Regions from separate parts of the Mus musculus genome. Here all the other regions are linked to region 1. The links are chromatin contacts, called in public Hi-C and promoter capture Hi-C maps. All regions are on one chromosome and are shown on one strand. Each heading gives the region's core, a stretch centred on a gene start, on an enhancer-like site or on the middle of the called end of the contact. The rest is flanking DNA. Distances are from core to core; before and after follow the strand shown. Region 1 holds the start of Dnajc10 (DnaJ heat shock protein family (Hsp40) member C10). Region 2 holds the start of Zfp385b (zinc finger protein 385B). Region 3 overlaps Cwc22 (CWC22 spliceosome-associated protein).

The links. Promoter capture Hi-C pulls out the DNA fragments that hold promoters and counts their contacts. A called contact is a pair of places that touch in the nucleus more often than the background predicts.
Region 2: a contact with region 1 is called in a promoter capture Hi-C map of stem cell-derived epiblast-like cells, with 3 times the contacts expected there. The contact joins the promoter of Zfp385b here to the promoter of Dnajc10 in region 1. A contact is called at or near these places in 2 of 39 promoter capture datasets (hippocampal neurons and stem cell-derived epiblast-like cells).
Region 3: a Hi-C map of pro-B cells shows a contact between it and region 1, with 4 times the contacts expected there. The contact joins the enhancer-like site here to the promoter of Dnajc10 in region 1. A contact is called at or near these places in 8 of 39 promoter capture datasets (the 3T3-L1 cell line, the HPC-7 cell line, cranial neural crest and 4 more), 17 of 484 Hi-C or Micro-C datasets (B cells, CD4 T cells, DN3 thymocytes and 7 more) and 4 of 115 datasets of contacts at active chromatin or transcription factors (astrocytes, extraembryonic endoderm stem cells, large pre-B cells and 1 more).

The regions. Positions count from the first base shown.
Region 1 is chr2:80,312,935-80,317,554 of GRCm38.p6, forward strand. It overlaps Dnajc10 (DnaJ heat shock protein family (Hsp40) member C10), which reads left to right and starts at 2,532. Exons shown (of 23, transcript NM_024181.2): 1 at 2,532-2,871; 2 at 4,315-4,620. The coding sequence starts at 4,462.
Region 2 is chr2:77,813,979-77,818,598 of GRCm38.p6, forward strand. Zfp385b (zinc finger protein 385B) reads right to left here and starts at 2,838. Exons shown (of 10, transcript NM_178723.6): 1 at 2,574-2,838.
Region 3 is chr2:77,923,655-77,928,274 of GRCm38.p6, forward strand. Cwc22 (CWC22 spliceosome-associated protein) reads right to left here. Exons shown (of 20, transcript NM_001362658.1): 6 at 3,554-3,682; 7 at 833-1,001; 8 at 486-539. Among named protein-coding and RNA genes, the nearest start is that of Cwc22, 20 kb to the right of the region's middle. Within about 2 kb of position 2,112, at least 14 of the 459 cell types and tissues checked have an H3K27ac peak or open chromatin away from gene starts, as enhancers often do.

The DNA.
Region 1 (4,620 bases), core at 1,282-3,781:
ACATAACCATGAATATATGTGTGTGAACATATGGTCACTGCCTCTCCACTAAGAAGCAATGAGTGCTACAGTACTAAGGAGCAAGCCTTAGATCTTGTAATCAAATATCATCTTCAAAGTAATCAAGACTTCTTGGAGAAACAGCTCCTGTCAGTACCAAAGCAGGAAGAGCCCAGAATGACCCTAGAAAATCCTACTGTGTACAAAAGCATCTAAGCTTAGAGAATGGTAAGATTGGCAAGATGGCACAAAAAAAATTTTTTAAGAGTTTCAACTGGCCAGATATAAAACTACTTAAATTTCTAAGTAAAAGAGAGTAACAGGTTTGATCAATTTTATAAAACAGGAATCTATGAATCCACAAAAATACAATAAATAAATCGAAAGCTTAACAAGAAGAATTTATTTCTCCAAGTAGCTCCCTACAAAGGACATCTTATTAAAAGTAAAATGTAACTTACATGGAAAAAAATCACAAAAATCCTCCTATTCAAGTTATTTACCACTACCAACAATGGGAGAAACAAAAATTTGAGACCATCAGATAAGACAGTGAGAATACAATGCCATTTGTTACATGTCTGTCAAATGAACACAACTAAATCAAATCATGAAGAATCCTCAGTCACATAAAAATAGGATCTATCTATAGTATCTATAACACAACTGGCCTGAATTCTATACAAGTTTAAGACCTTGAAATCTGGGAAAACTGGATAAACATTTCTCATTAAGGAAGTCTAAAACACGATTGTGCTAAACAGAAAAAAAGAAAAATAGCTCCTTACTAGATCCTCATACTGGGAAGTCTTACTGATAATTGGAAAAACCGGAATCTGACATTTGTGGACTAGACACTGATAATGTGTTCACAGAAACTTCCCATATTCGAAGGTTGTACTTTTAAAAGAAAGCATCCCATCTGTGAAAAAAACACACACTAGTTTTGGGGGGTGGGGGGGGTCATGGGAGAAGTCAACTTACTCCCAAACTTTTGAGAAAAACAATTTTTTTGTACTACAACATTTAATTCCTTGTAACTTTAAGATCATTTCAAATTAAGCAAAGTCATCCTTACATAAAACATTTCATCACTTAAAACTCTTCTTCAGCTTCCCATTGAAAAGGGGGAGGACTTTTAAGTTTATTTTTAAAGATTTGTTTATTTTTATGCACATTGGTGTTCTGCCTACATGTCTGTGCAAGAGTGCCAGAGCCTCTGGAACTGCTGTTACAGATAGTTGTGGGCTGCCATGTGGGTGTTGGGAATTGAACTCTGTCTTCTGGAAGAGCAGCCAGTAATCTTAACCACTGAGCCATAAAACCTCTTAAAATGAGCTGAAAGCTGTTGGATGGTCGTTTCTACCTTTTGGTCTTACTGTGATCTGTGTTTCATATTTTTTCCTTCCTAATTACAGATATATTTGAATAACTAACAGGCTAATGTGTCCCTCTATCATCCAATTTATTAGGAGCAGAAAGTCTTTGCTCTTGTTACCCACCAGTACATATCCCAGAGAAGAGAAAATGTTTTACACACTGCTTTAAATTACTTGTGGCATGCTGCCTGTGTGTCTGTGTTTTCTCTGCTTTTCCTTTCCTAAGCATCTCCTTTGAATCCTCCCTTCAGGAGTTGCAAACTATGTAAGATGCAACTCCAGTCCTTTACAATAAAGCTTTAAGAAGCTTCCTTACCATCTAAAAATATAAGTTGAAATGTATTCACTATGGTAACAAAAACCTATTAGTTTCCACTTGATTCTTCAGTTCTCTGTTTTGCTTTTAGATTTTTTTCTAAGGAGTTTTGGATCACCGTGGCATAATGAACTAGGTTGTTTAAGTGTTAATCTTATTTTCCTCAATTTTTAGTTACCCATTTATTTTCCATTTTGACATGTGTATGATAATCAGCTGTATCTCCCGAGAATATTTTAGGGCTGAGTTAACGCGTGTGTACTTCGGCCAGTTCCTGGTACAGGTTAACAGCTGCTACTTCAGGCTCTTTCTGATATTTCTGCCTTTGTTCGTTATACTTCCGCTTCTTTCCTACAATATGTTGGTTTAGCAACAGGTCCTACAGCCATAAAATTATTAACTGACATCTGGTTAACTACCCAAAGACTCACTATCAATTTCTACTTATTTCAAATCACTACCACCAGCTTCCATCACTTCCTCTTTCAGGGACTTTAATGTGTCTACTTCAACGGTCAAAGTGTCATGACTCAAACACTGCAGTTTCTGTAACAAATCCAGTAAAGGAGAGGATCAGAAGGCAGATTCACAAATCCAGAAATCCTGTAGAACGCTTCATATTTGTTGATACATAAAAGTTGTAAACAATTTTATTTCTAGAAAACTTTAATTATTCTGTCCGGTCCCTGGCAACGGGGTCAATTCAGACAAGTTCTCCACTTTCTGCCAAATCTGCCCTTTCAAGGATACCCACCCTTTAACCAAACCTCCAGAGAGCCGGATCTCTCCACCCGGGTTTTCCCGTCGCCCTGGCAACGGGACCGGAAAAGGCGGGCTTCACACCCTTCCTTCCGCCAGCGGTTGACTACGGCCGCAAGATGCCTGTGGGCCGCGCTGCGGGATGCTTCCCTATCTCTGGCTAGGAGCGGGACCCGCAGCCACCGCCGCAGCCACACAGAAGGCCACGTCAGCCTCGGCGGTCCCACCCGTCCCTCCCTGCTGGCCACCCGTCGGCCTTCGCCCACGCCTTTCCCACAATGCCCCGCGCCAGGCCCCGCCCCGCCGGCGCGACGGGAGCGGCAGAATTGCTGCTGCGCGCGTTCGCAGGCAGCGTCCGGTCCTGCCGGGTCCGGAGCTCGGCGACCTGAGGATGGGGCAGTAGCTGAGGACGCCGAGGTGGGCGCGGGCCGGGCTCCACGCACTGCGGGGGCATCAGGGAGGGAGGACGCCAGACCCATCCCACCGCCTCGGTGCCCCCATTGCGCCGGGTTTTCACGGCCCCCTCCACCCCACCTCTGCGAGCCCCCTTCTGCTCGCACTTTCTAACTCGGGGTCTCTCTCCCTGGTCCGACCTGGGACCTCAAGGCGCACCCTTGCCAGCCCCGTACCCTCTGTCTTTCGCCTCTCCCCGATCCCGCTCTGGAGCGGTGGCAGCATCCCTCATTAACACTGCGTTTACCTGCAGCCTCACTGGCCCCAGGCTGTTCAGTTATTCCCAGGCTTTGCCTGAACCCACCCTAAGCCGAGGGACACCTTATCCCAAAGTCGCCTTTGTTGAGATTTGTTCTTCATTTGTTTTCCTTCCTGATGGTTGTCAGTCTGGGTATTTCTGTTTTACTGTCAGTATATTTTACAAAGGGCTATTAGGGGAGGCGGGTGAAAAAAGGGAGTTAGACGTGAGGTGAGGCCTGTTCCCAGGTAAGGAGAAATACTTAGAAACATATCCGGACTTAAGGGAAGAGAGCTGAAACTGAGGAGGTTAGGGAAGTTAGATCTTTTTTTTTTCCCCCAAAGCATTTGAAGATATTAAAGAGGACTAGTTTAGCTGTAAGGTTAAATGTTAGGGTTTTACCCTCAAGCAATGCCTGGTGCTCTTTGTTTTCCTAGTTTTTACTCCAGACAGGAGCTTTACAGTGAAATTGCATTGATTTGCAATTATTATAAAATATCTTCTCTTGGTGCTAACACTTTAGAGAACTTGTGTGGCCTGCTTTTTTAAGTTATCTATTTTTATACTGATGTTCTTAAACGGTTATGTAAAAAAGTACAACCCTCTTGGAAAAGCTTCATGCTTCCTTGTTTTTCCCTCGAAGGCATTCTCTACAAATGAGATTAGATTTAAAAAAGGAACTTGATAAGCTTTCCAGGCGTGGAAGGAGCTGAAAGGGAGGAGGTATTAGAAAGGGCAGCGTGCTGGGAGAGAAAAGAAATACTGCTGAGTCTTATCCTGGTAGCATCATATTGACCAGAGCCTTTGTGTCTCTGTCCCTGTCTCTCTCAGTATCTCTGTCTCTGTCCCTCCCTCCCTCCCCCATCTCTCTCTCTCTCTCTCTCTCTCTCTCTCTCTCTCTCTTTCTCTCGCATATGTGTGCCTGTGTTTTTCTTGAAAGCTAGCTAGCTACTACTACTCATTACCTTTTTCCTGCTATCAGTGATTTTACAAACATGCCTACCTGAATACAGGGGCAAGGGAGGGTCCTGGAGAATAGGGGTTCAAAGCTATTCACAGGGATGTGACCTTCAGTGTGGAAACTGTATTACTGGCTGTGTCGCTTGACAAATCATGCTATAAATGTTAAGTCTGAAAAGTATTTTAACTGCCTGGTTTGCTCTCTTTAGGTTAACATTTCTGAGCTGTGTTCCCGAGATGCTTGATTGACCCTTGAAGTTATGTGGACAGAGATTCTCACGTGTGTCTATTTTAACCACCGGACCCAGCATTGTATCTTAATGTTCACATAAGTCAGAACTTTCATAAGAAAGAGAATGGGAGTCTGGTTAAACAAAGATGACTTTATCAGAGACTTGAAGAGGATCAGTCTCTGTCTTCTGATACTGTACGTGGTCGTTGTGGTGGGCACAGATCAGAATTTTTACAGTTTACTTGGAGTGTCGAAAACTGCAAGCAGTAGAGAAATAAGACAA
Region 2 (4,620 bases), core at 1,588-4,087, 2.5 Mb before region 1:
AAGCAAAAGTATGTCATCTTAAGAAGAAATGATCTAAATTAATAAAGGACAACACCAGATGAAATCTACAAAATGCAAAAGGAAGATAACCCAAAAAGTAAAGAAAACTAAGAGAAACCCATAGAGGAAGAACAGAAGGAGGTGGGGAAGGGAGAGGAAGAGAAGGAGGGGGAGAGAGAAAGAGAGAGGGAGAGAGAGAGACTATGAAGAATAGAAGATCATACTAAGATCTATGTGGAACAAGAGACAGAAATGGAGAAATGGTGATAGCAACAGTAATAAAATAGTGTGCAGAGGGGACAACAATAACAAAACCAAGCAAACAGAAGGCAGGGAAGTTCAGCATGCGTTGTCCTTTAGATCTAAGTAGAAGCTTGAAAGCCTTAGAAAGCCAATTTAGCTCTTTGTTTCCATGAACAAAGATTTTTCACATGAATTCACTCCTGTGATATGTTAGTTAATTGTTCTTTTTAACTATATATAATATATAATGATATGATATGTAAGCTTAATTAATATAAAATATCATATTCACATATGTCATTGGGCAGTAGCATCTTCAAACTCAGATGGAAGAAAAAGAAAACAGAGTTGGGATGTCTTGTTTATGGTACCCGACAGCACCCAGCATCATTCTATGTAGCTTTTCATCTCTAAGAGATGTTTGCTTTGATAGATCCTCTCTACTCCCAGAGCCAGGACATTCGATCATCATACAATAGTCCCACTCTGGAAGAAGGATCTTCCAACTGCTGTCAGCTCTCATTATCTGCTGTGCTTGGGTGCCAGGCACTAACCACACTTCTGTCTCTAATTTGACTGAGATGGAAATGCCTCCGTTTGGTTTCTTTCTGCCTCAGTCCAAAGAGACAGGCTGTTTTCTTTGGTCCTGGGAATCTATATACTGTTAAAATGCTGTAAGCTATCAACATTGTTTTTCTTTCCCTTAATGTCAATGGATTCTAATGCTTATAGAGCTCCTTTTCAATGATTTACCTAATAACCATAACATAATATTATGCAAATGAGATGCTTCAGGGATGATACTGCACCACACTGATACCTACCACCAGCACTATTCCAGCAAGGGCGGCGATCCTCCCCTGTTTGGGAGAGTTCACCTTTCCAAAAGCATTTACTACAAATGCGCCCACGAGAGGTCAAGGAGACGGACAAGAACAGCTTATTTGATTTGTGGTTTCACCTTAAACCTCCTCAAATCACTTTCAGAAACAAGTAAAGGTGTAAACGATAAATCCGCAAAAACTTGATTACTGAAAAATACAGAATCCGAGCAAGCAAGGCTTTGAGCACATAAACATATTTTCACCTTCCATATCTTAAGTAGCCAAACCTACAAGCCGGTATTTTACATTCTAAGGACATTCAACTATGACAGGAAAGGACAACCCGTATCAAAGCATGCATGACATTAAAATAAGATTGAAGGATTCTGGAAACAGGCAAAAGCAGACCCTGAAACACTAAAGGGAGTTATCTGGAGCCTAAATGTTTGAGATGCTGCACAGTAACTTTCTGGAAAACTGCCTCTTCATTTAATAAATATATTTCTCAGTCCTTCCCAAGCTGTATGGACGCTGCCAGTCTACCCGACAACACAAATGTTTTTGCCCCATTTGGAGCATCTATTTTGCCTATATTTTGCTTCATTGTGACAAAGTTTGCAATAGCCTCTGTGTGCTGCTCATCAGATAAGCAAAACCGGAGAGAACCGCCAACCTCCTTTCTAGATGAAAATGTTTCCAAATCCAGGAACTTTTGAGGTCATTCCAAAATTATTTGTGCTCATGGGGGCGGGGGCATTTTCTTTTCCTTGAAGGACCCAGGACACTCGCCATCTGAGTGATCTCCAGAGCCATAGGAAGCAAAGCATGAGAGACCTCCGTCTAGTCTTCTCCTCATCCCAAGGCCAGCACACAGCAGAGGCAAAGCAGATGGTCCTCCCCCTCCCGTTTCTCTCCTCCCTTCCGCTGTCCCGCAGAGTCCTCCCACCCTGAGCTGACACCTTCACCAGCTCTTGCTAACCCAGGCTGCCCTTCCCAGCTCCCAACAAGTGCAAACTTTGAGCATCTGCTCTCGAGCCGCACCATTCACCTTTCTGCTGGTCTTTTCTCTGCAGAATGCCCTTGGGACCCTAAGCTTCCACAGTCATCCTGCCCTCACACCTCGGTACCCAAATTATTCATTTCCCTCTGGCAAAAAGGGAGTCTGCAAAACCCCCCGGAGTTCCCGGGAGGGGAGAGGCACTGCCACTGACCCCCTGCGAGGCTTTCCTTGTCCCCCCCGTCTATCTCTATGCTCCCTTCCCACCCTGGCTTCTCCGAGCCCACCCTGGGGACTCCTTGCCCGACGAACTCCTACGTCCTACTCCTACGTCCTACTCCTTGACTCGAGGGGCTAGGGGGAGCCTCGACTCTGCGGCCGGGGCAGCGGCCAGGCGCCTGCCTCTACAAGTGGGGCGGCGGGACGCAGCGCAAACTCCGTCCCTCGCCTGGGCGGAGGCGGTGGGGAGAGGCGCGGACGCGGCGCGGGGCTGCTCGCCCCAGGCTTACCTCTGCGCGCGGGCGGCGGGCGGCGGGCGCGCGGGGCAGCCGCTCCTGAGGCCGGGGGGATGTGGCCGGCGCCTGGGAGGCGGCGCTCCCGCCAGGGCTGCGCTGGAGCTCCGCGCAGACGCTCTCCCGCGGTCTGCGGCAGCCCGGGGCGGTGGCACCGGCGACAGCTCTGCGCCGCGGGCCCCCGGAACTGTCCGACCCAGCGGGAGCGCGGGCTGAGCGGCCGCTCGCGGTCTCCACGCTCGGCGCCTGCGCGCCTGGCCTCGCCCAGGTGAGGGGCGTGTGCCGAGTCCGCGCGGGCCACGGGGACAGGCGTGAGGACCTGCGAGGCGCTCGGCGCGGGATGCTGCGGCTGGGGTGGGGAACGCCGTGGAGACGCCCCGGGGGCGGCGCAGCCTGGAAGGCCGCCTGGTCACCGGGTCCCACGCGCCCCTCAGCCTCCAGCAGGGGTCGGGGGTGGGGGGATTCCCCAAGGCGGGACGCAAACCTCGCGCGCGCGGGGGCCGACGTGTCACCTACTGGCCGAGCGGACTAAAACTCTTCTTGGAGATGCTCGCCACCAAGTATGGGCTCTGCCCCCGCGTGCAGCTCCCGGCTGGCGGGCGACACAGATCAGCCTCCGCGGGGACCCAGGGCTTCGCAGCCCAGCAAGGACCTGCGAGGCTCGTGCGCAGGGGAGGGGCTCGCCTGCTCCTACTGCCAGACCTCGCTGATTGAAGTTTCAAAAACTAAACCGTGTCAGGGGTTCCCCCGGTGTAAGCCATCTTCTGAAAATAGTGTAGACACAGCCAGGGCGCTTATTTCTGCGACGGAGAGCACTTCAAAGAAAACACTGGGGGGAAGGAAACATAATTTGAAGGGCTCAGTCTTCTAAGATGACTTCTTCGGGAAGAAATTCAAGAGTAACAAATGACAAGGGAACTGTGGAAGGCAGCAAAGACTGAAAAAAAAAAACAGATGACTCGACTTTAAAATATTTTTCTTTGGATCTTGTCTTAGATGATTGACACAAAGGCCATAAATAATTAATCCGGCAGCTGTTAATGTCTTGGCATAGTGTCCGGAGTAAATATCTTCGAGTCCAGCCAAAGCTAGTGCTGCTTCCGGGGTGGGTTTGAGATCTGATGAATGCACACTCACTGCATTCTGGAGCCTTCCGAAGGAGCAGCTTGCTTTTTTTTTTAAATCCACCTTGGAATGTCAGCTTATTGCAGGCGCCAGCACCTGAGGTAACCAGCGTGAGAAGGGACATTAATCTGACTGATGGTCTTTATATTTTTAGAATCCAAACATCTTCTAGCTGGCCTGGCTCGCTCTACTAAATACAGACCCAAACTGGTATGTTTATTATTACTGCTACCTCTATTCAAAATAACTACGGGAGGCAAGCTGCAAAATTCATAACCCCAAAAAGAACATGAAGAACTGTAATTGTTTGTAGAGTCCCTTTTTAAAGTTATAGCCGTAACATATCTTCCTGCCCATGAAGGTTATATTGAAAGTAAGCATTTTATGAGTCCTGAGAATGGAGTTCTGGCAAACGGAGAGCAGCAGGAAATTCTATGATCAAGGCATCCAGCTTCCAGGCCCTTGCACTTGAGAGTTGAAAGCAGCGAGGTTGCCTTAGCCAATACTACCGACCACAAGAATTAGCACTCCCAGAAATCTAAGGTGCAGGGGGTGAGGGTGCTTCGGAGGCCTCCACCCAACACTTTTAACTGTTCTTGGAGGGGAAGAAAATGAGCAAGCCCTATGGACTGAACACCTGTGAGAAGTGTTCCCCATGGCTTGCACAGTTTAGCAGGATTTGCAGTTTTTATGTCCTGCAATCTGCAACTACATCCTCCTCTCCTCTCTGTCTATTTTTAATCACTTATAGCTGAGATGTATGGTAGAAAATAATTTGAGGGTTGCAATTCCTAACAATAGCTGAAAGAAGCATAAAATATTTGCAGACGAGTCTCAAATTATTTTTAACCTGTGACCTAAGAGATAAAGAACTATGTCTTTCATGTCCCTTAACCAAGGCAGAATAGCGGCTTCTGGA
Region 3 (4,620 bases), core at 862-3,361, 2.4 Mb before region 1:
ATACCCACAGAGAAGTCAATACAGCATTTAATAACCAACAAAAACACTGAACAAGTGAATAAACAAAAAACTAAAAGATATGCATGACTACTGATGTACTCGTTATCACTGTTTAATGATTTATTTTTTATTTCATGTGCACTGGTATTTTGCCTGTGTGTATATCTCTGTATAATGGTGTTAGATCCCTTGGAATTGGAGTTACAGTTGTGAGCTGCTATGTAGGCGCTGGGAATTTTACTCAGGTCCTCTGAAAGAGCAGCCAGTGCTCCTAAGTGGCTCAGTGAGCACACACAGTATTGAGCCATATCAGTCTAACAAAATACCTTATAACATATAGATTTTCTCTATACAAGAATATCAGGTGCATTTAAAACACATTTCAAATCGCACCCAAGATGATCAAACAGTGACAAAAGGAAATGGGGTCAAGGCCATGGCCTTATCCCACTAAGCTTGATCAGGCTTTAAGGATAATTACTTACCACATTTTGGTTAATAAGATGTGCCACAAATTTTGAAGCAGTCAGGCAAAGTTGCTGAAAAATCAAAGTAAAGACAGTTAACCCATCAACTGTCATCAGTCTTCCTGTATCAATAATATGCTCTTTACAAGGGAACACAGGGAATCATTTTCATGCAGGAATAGTGACATGAAGTAGCTATGAAAGCTAAAGTAGAAGAAGTACACAGGCAGCCATCATCGAAGTGGCCAGAGGATATTTAGCAGACTGAGCAGTTTACACGTGAAGTCAGCACGCTCACTTTTATAGAGGCTGGCTTACTGGAACAACCTCATGCGACAATCTACTTATAAGCCACTCATACACACCTTATCGTTCCTTCGATAGCCTTTCCGAAAATTAAGAATTAGTCTCTTGAGGATCAATTCTCCAATCTGTGGGAATTTTGAGTTGATTATTGCCACCAAAGCTGCATAAACGTGAGTGAAGATTGGAGACGCACTCTGGGCTTGCAGAACAGATCTGGACAGCAATCCTCTATTCAAAATACAGCAAAAGTCAATAGTCAAACAAGCAATTTAAAAAAATATGTCAAATCAAGAAAAACTATTTTCTAATCATGAATAGTAAAAGCCCATTCGGAATTAAATCTTTACTTCATTTCCTAGGAAAAGAGTACATCTTGGTAATCAATTTTAAAAAATGCTTTTATGAAAATAAAATTGTAAAATAAAATGAGGTAATTTTTTTCAAAAATTTCTCTCTAAATAAAGTTACTGTTTTTCTATTCACATTTCATCTAATCAGATTTAAAGGATCAGGGCAGAGAAAAACATGATTGAAATATACTGTATGAAAAATATTTTAAATAAACTAAAACCAAAAAATAGTGGCATTAAAAACAAGTTGCTTGACGAGTATAAAATGTACACAGCATAAAGTTTCTGACATGAGTCCATCACTTAACATACAATAACTGTGCTGGGACACAGCTCTGAGCTGTTTCCTTCTGTTGGTGTAGGTTTAGCGGCACAAAGGTAAGGACACGGGTGACCTAAGATGAAGTGACAGACAACACAGTGGTAGAGTCGCTCACTCTTTATGTGTAAGAAAGAGAGTGAGAATTCCTGAGCTGCAAGAAGAAAGTGAACCTGGATTAAGACGGAAGCCAGGCAGGCCACTTGTCTATGCCTGCCTGGCCTGTTTTCCAGGTGAAGGGAACAGAGCTCTGCTATCTCCAAGGACAGTGGCAGGCTCCAGGCCAACCTTCTGTTCCCCAAAACACGGTTCCCTGAGCTTAGTCCTAGTTTTCAATGAGTATAATCAAGGTAATGTGAAATCACACATGACAGCACTCAGATTGAAAACTAAGAGATATGTGATATTTATTTCCATTTCTTTAATCTTTAAAACAAAACAAAACAAAAAAAAAACAAAAACACCACCAGCTGCTGGAATTCAAATAAAACATGATGATTCCCTTCATTTTTCTTCACATTTCTTGCTCATCTTCCCCAGCCACCCCCTTCTCACTCTGCTCTAATTAGAACGTGAACTGGAATAAAGGACAAAATAACAAACCGAAAGGTGACACCATCTCGGCAGCGATGCTGGGAACTCTGCCTGCAGGGTCAGGAACAAGCTATGCTGTTCATTAAACTACCCAAGTTCAATGGAGTACCCACCCATCCAAGTTCTAGTGGCATTTTCCAGAAGAAAAAAAGCTCTTAAAATTAAGAGTATAAAAAATACAAATAGCCAAAAAAAAAAAAAAAAAATCTTCAGGAAAGAAAGAAAAAGCAAGAGACACCTTTTACTTGATTTAAAACTTACTACTACACAAAGACATAGTAATAAAAACAGCATGGTACTGCCATAAAGCTTAATAGAAACCAACAGAGAACAGAACAAAACACCTAGAGATAAATTCATACATTTTTATTTAATTGTATTTTGACATAAAGGCAATGTGTTCCAAAGTGATAGGAAAGCCAGATGCCAACATGCAGAGAAATAAAAACATACTTTAATCTTACGCAACACACACAAAGCAATCTAAACTGATTAACAAACAGAATCTGTACAACTTCCAGGAGGGAAGCTTGACAATATCTGCCTGGATTGACACATTTCTAAACAGAACTAAATAACCCAAGAAAACTTGACAAATGGCACTGCACTGATCTAAAAGGCTCTGGACAGTGCTAGAAACCATGCAAGAAGCCAAGAGACAAATACAGATGGGAGAAAGGATCTGCAAGCCGTTTATCTCTTAAGGAGCTAATATCCAAAATATCTGCCAAAGTAATAAAACATTAGTTTCAAAGCCTGACAAAACATCTAACTAGACATTTCAAGACGATACAGACATGCTGACATGAAGCATCACCTATCAGACGAATACAGAGTCAAGGCACACGATGTATCGTCTCATACCTAAATAATGGCTGCCATAAAAATAACCAAAGGTGAGCGTTTCCAAGGAGGCAGAGAACAGGAAGCACACAGGGACTGTGAACAGGAATGCGCAGCAGTGCAGCCAGCAGGGAAGACTAAGCCTCTGAGCTACACCGCACACCCCCACACCATTACCCACAAGAGCCAAAGGGAGTGAGTGCCATGTCAATGACAGACAGGGAATGTCATTTACACAATGGAATGCCACTCAGCATTAAAAAAAATTAAAGAAATCCTGACACATGACAACACAGAATATACATATTAAAGTAGCACACTGTTACTAAAAAATTTATAAAGATTTTATGCCAATTAAAAAAAAATAAAGTGGTTTGAAATAGCATATTTTAATAATTGTTATGCCTCATGGATTTAAATTATTGGAGACATTCAATAAATATCCACGCAAAACTATGGCATGATAGCAAATCTCCAAAAGCACTGGTTTATTACTCTTGAACAACATGGTTTAAGTTATTTAACAGCCTACATTTAAAAAGAACTGTATTTCAAATAAACATTCACAAAAACCTTTAAAATGAAGTAGCATAACAAATCAATGCTTACTGTTCAGAGACATTATGCTTCTTTCAATGAGTTACTATGAAATATACAAGGTTCTGGCTACTTACCTCCCTCTGACAATGTTCTCTTGAAGGAGCTCTTGGATAATAATGCTTATATTAGAGATGTTGACCTTGTTGATGAGACCATTGATGGATTTCTTCAGAGCCTCCCAGCTCATCCTCTGATATGCTAAGCTAAAAAATACCAAAAGAAGGGACCGTCACATGGGACCTTGGAACTGACATGCTGTCTTGAGCATCTGAAAGACCTTCTGTTTAAGCAGATAGCTGGGAGCTGCCCAGCTGAAAGCTATAAGGCTGGGCTGCTTTAAACTTCCATTTGGGCATTTCAGCCTCGATTAGATGTATTACACTTAATAATGCCCAAGGTCTTTTAAAGCTCTTTAAGAACCTGTGATTTTTGTAATTACATCTCTGTAGGAAACCAGAGCCTTTTCCTCTATCTGCTTCTTTGAAGTCTAGTGAAATTAGTAGGCCTCCTGAAACGCATATAATACAAATGGTTACAACAGGTCCCCAGATAGTCATCAGAGCACAAAAAAAGAACAGGCTTGATCCAGTGTGCTCTGAGCATCTTCAGACAGAAAATATCAAGAGGTAGGAAGCCAAGTACCAATCTGAATTCCAAGTAACACGGCCATACCCAGTATTGCACAGTATCCATAATGTACTCTTTGGGACTGTATACTATAGTTACACTTCCAGTAGAAAGAAATGCTAAAATTTAGTTAGGGATTAATAAAAATTAAAATGCATTTTTCCCAATCCAGATTCTTGATCTGACTGCCTGAATTTCCTGTAGGGAGCTACGGAAAGCTGGAGTGAGGCAGTCCTGCAGAGAGCAGCAGTGAGGTGGGCGCTGCTGGGTATTAGGTCACTGATACCCAGTCATAGGTCATTGCTTAGAGCTGCCGTAAACAATGAGGGTGAGAGGCAGACTGACAGACTGACTTGCAATTCATAGTTTGCTGCTGCTTCAAAATTCTCTATCAATCCAACTCTTTGCCTCTTACTGTCCACAGATGGCAAAGGTGACCCAATGTCCCACTCCACACACTTTGGTAAGTTCCTATCTCTAGAGAAACAGATCTATGAATTAGTAACTAACCTAG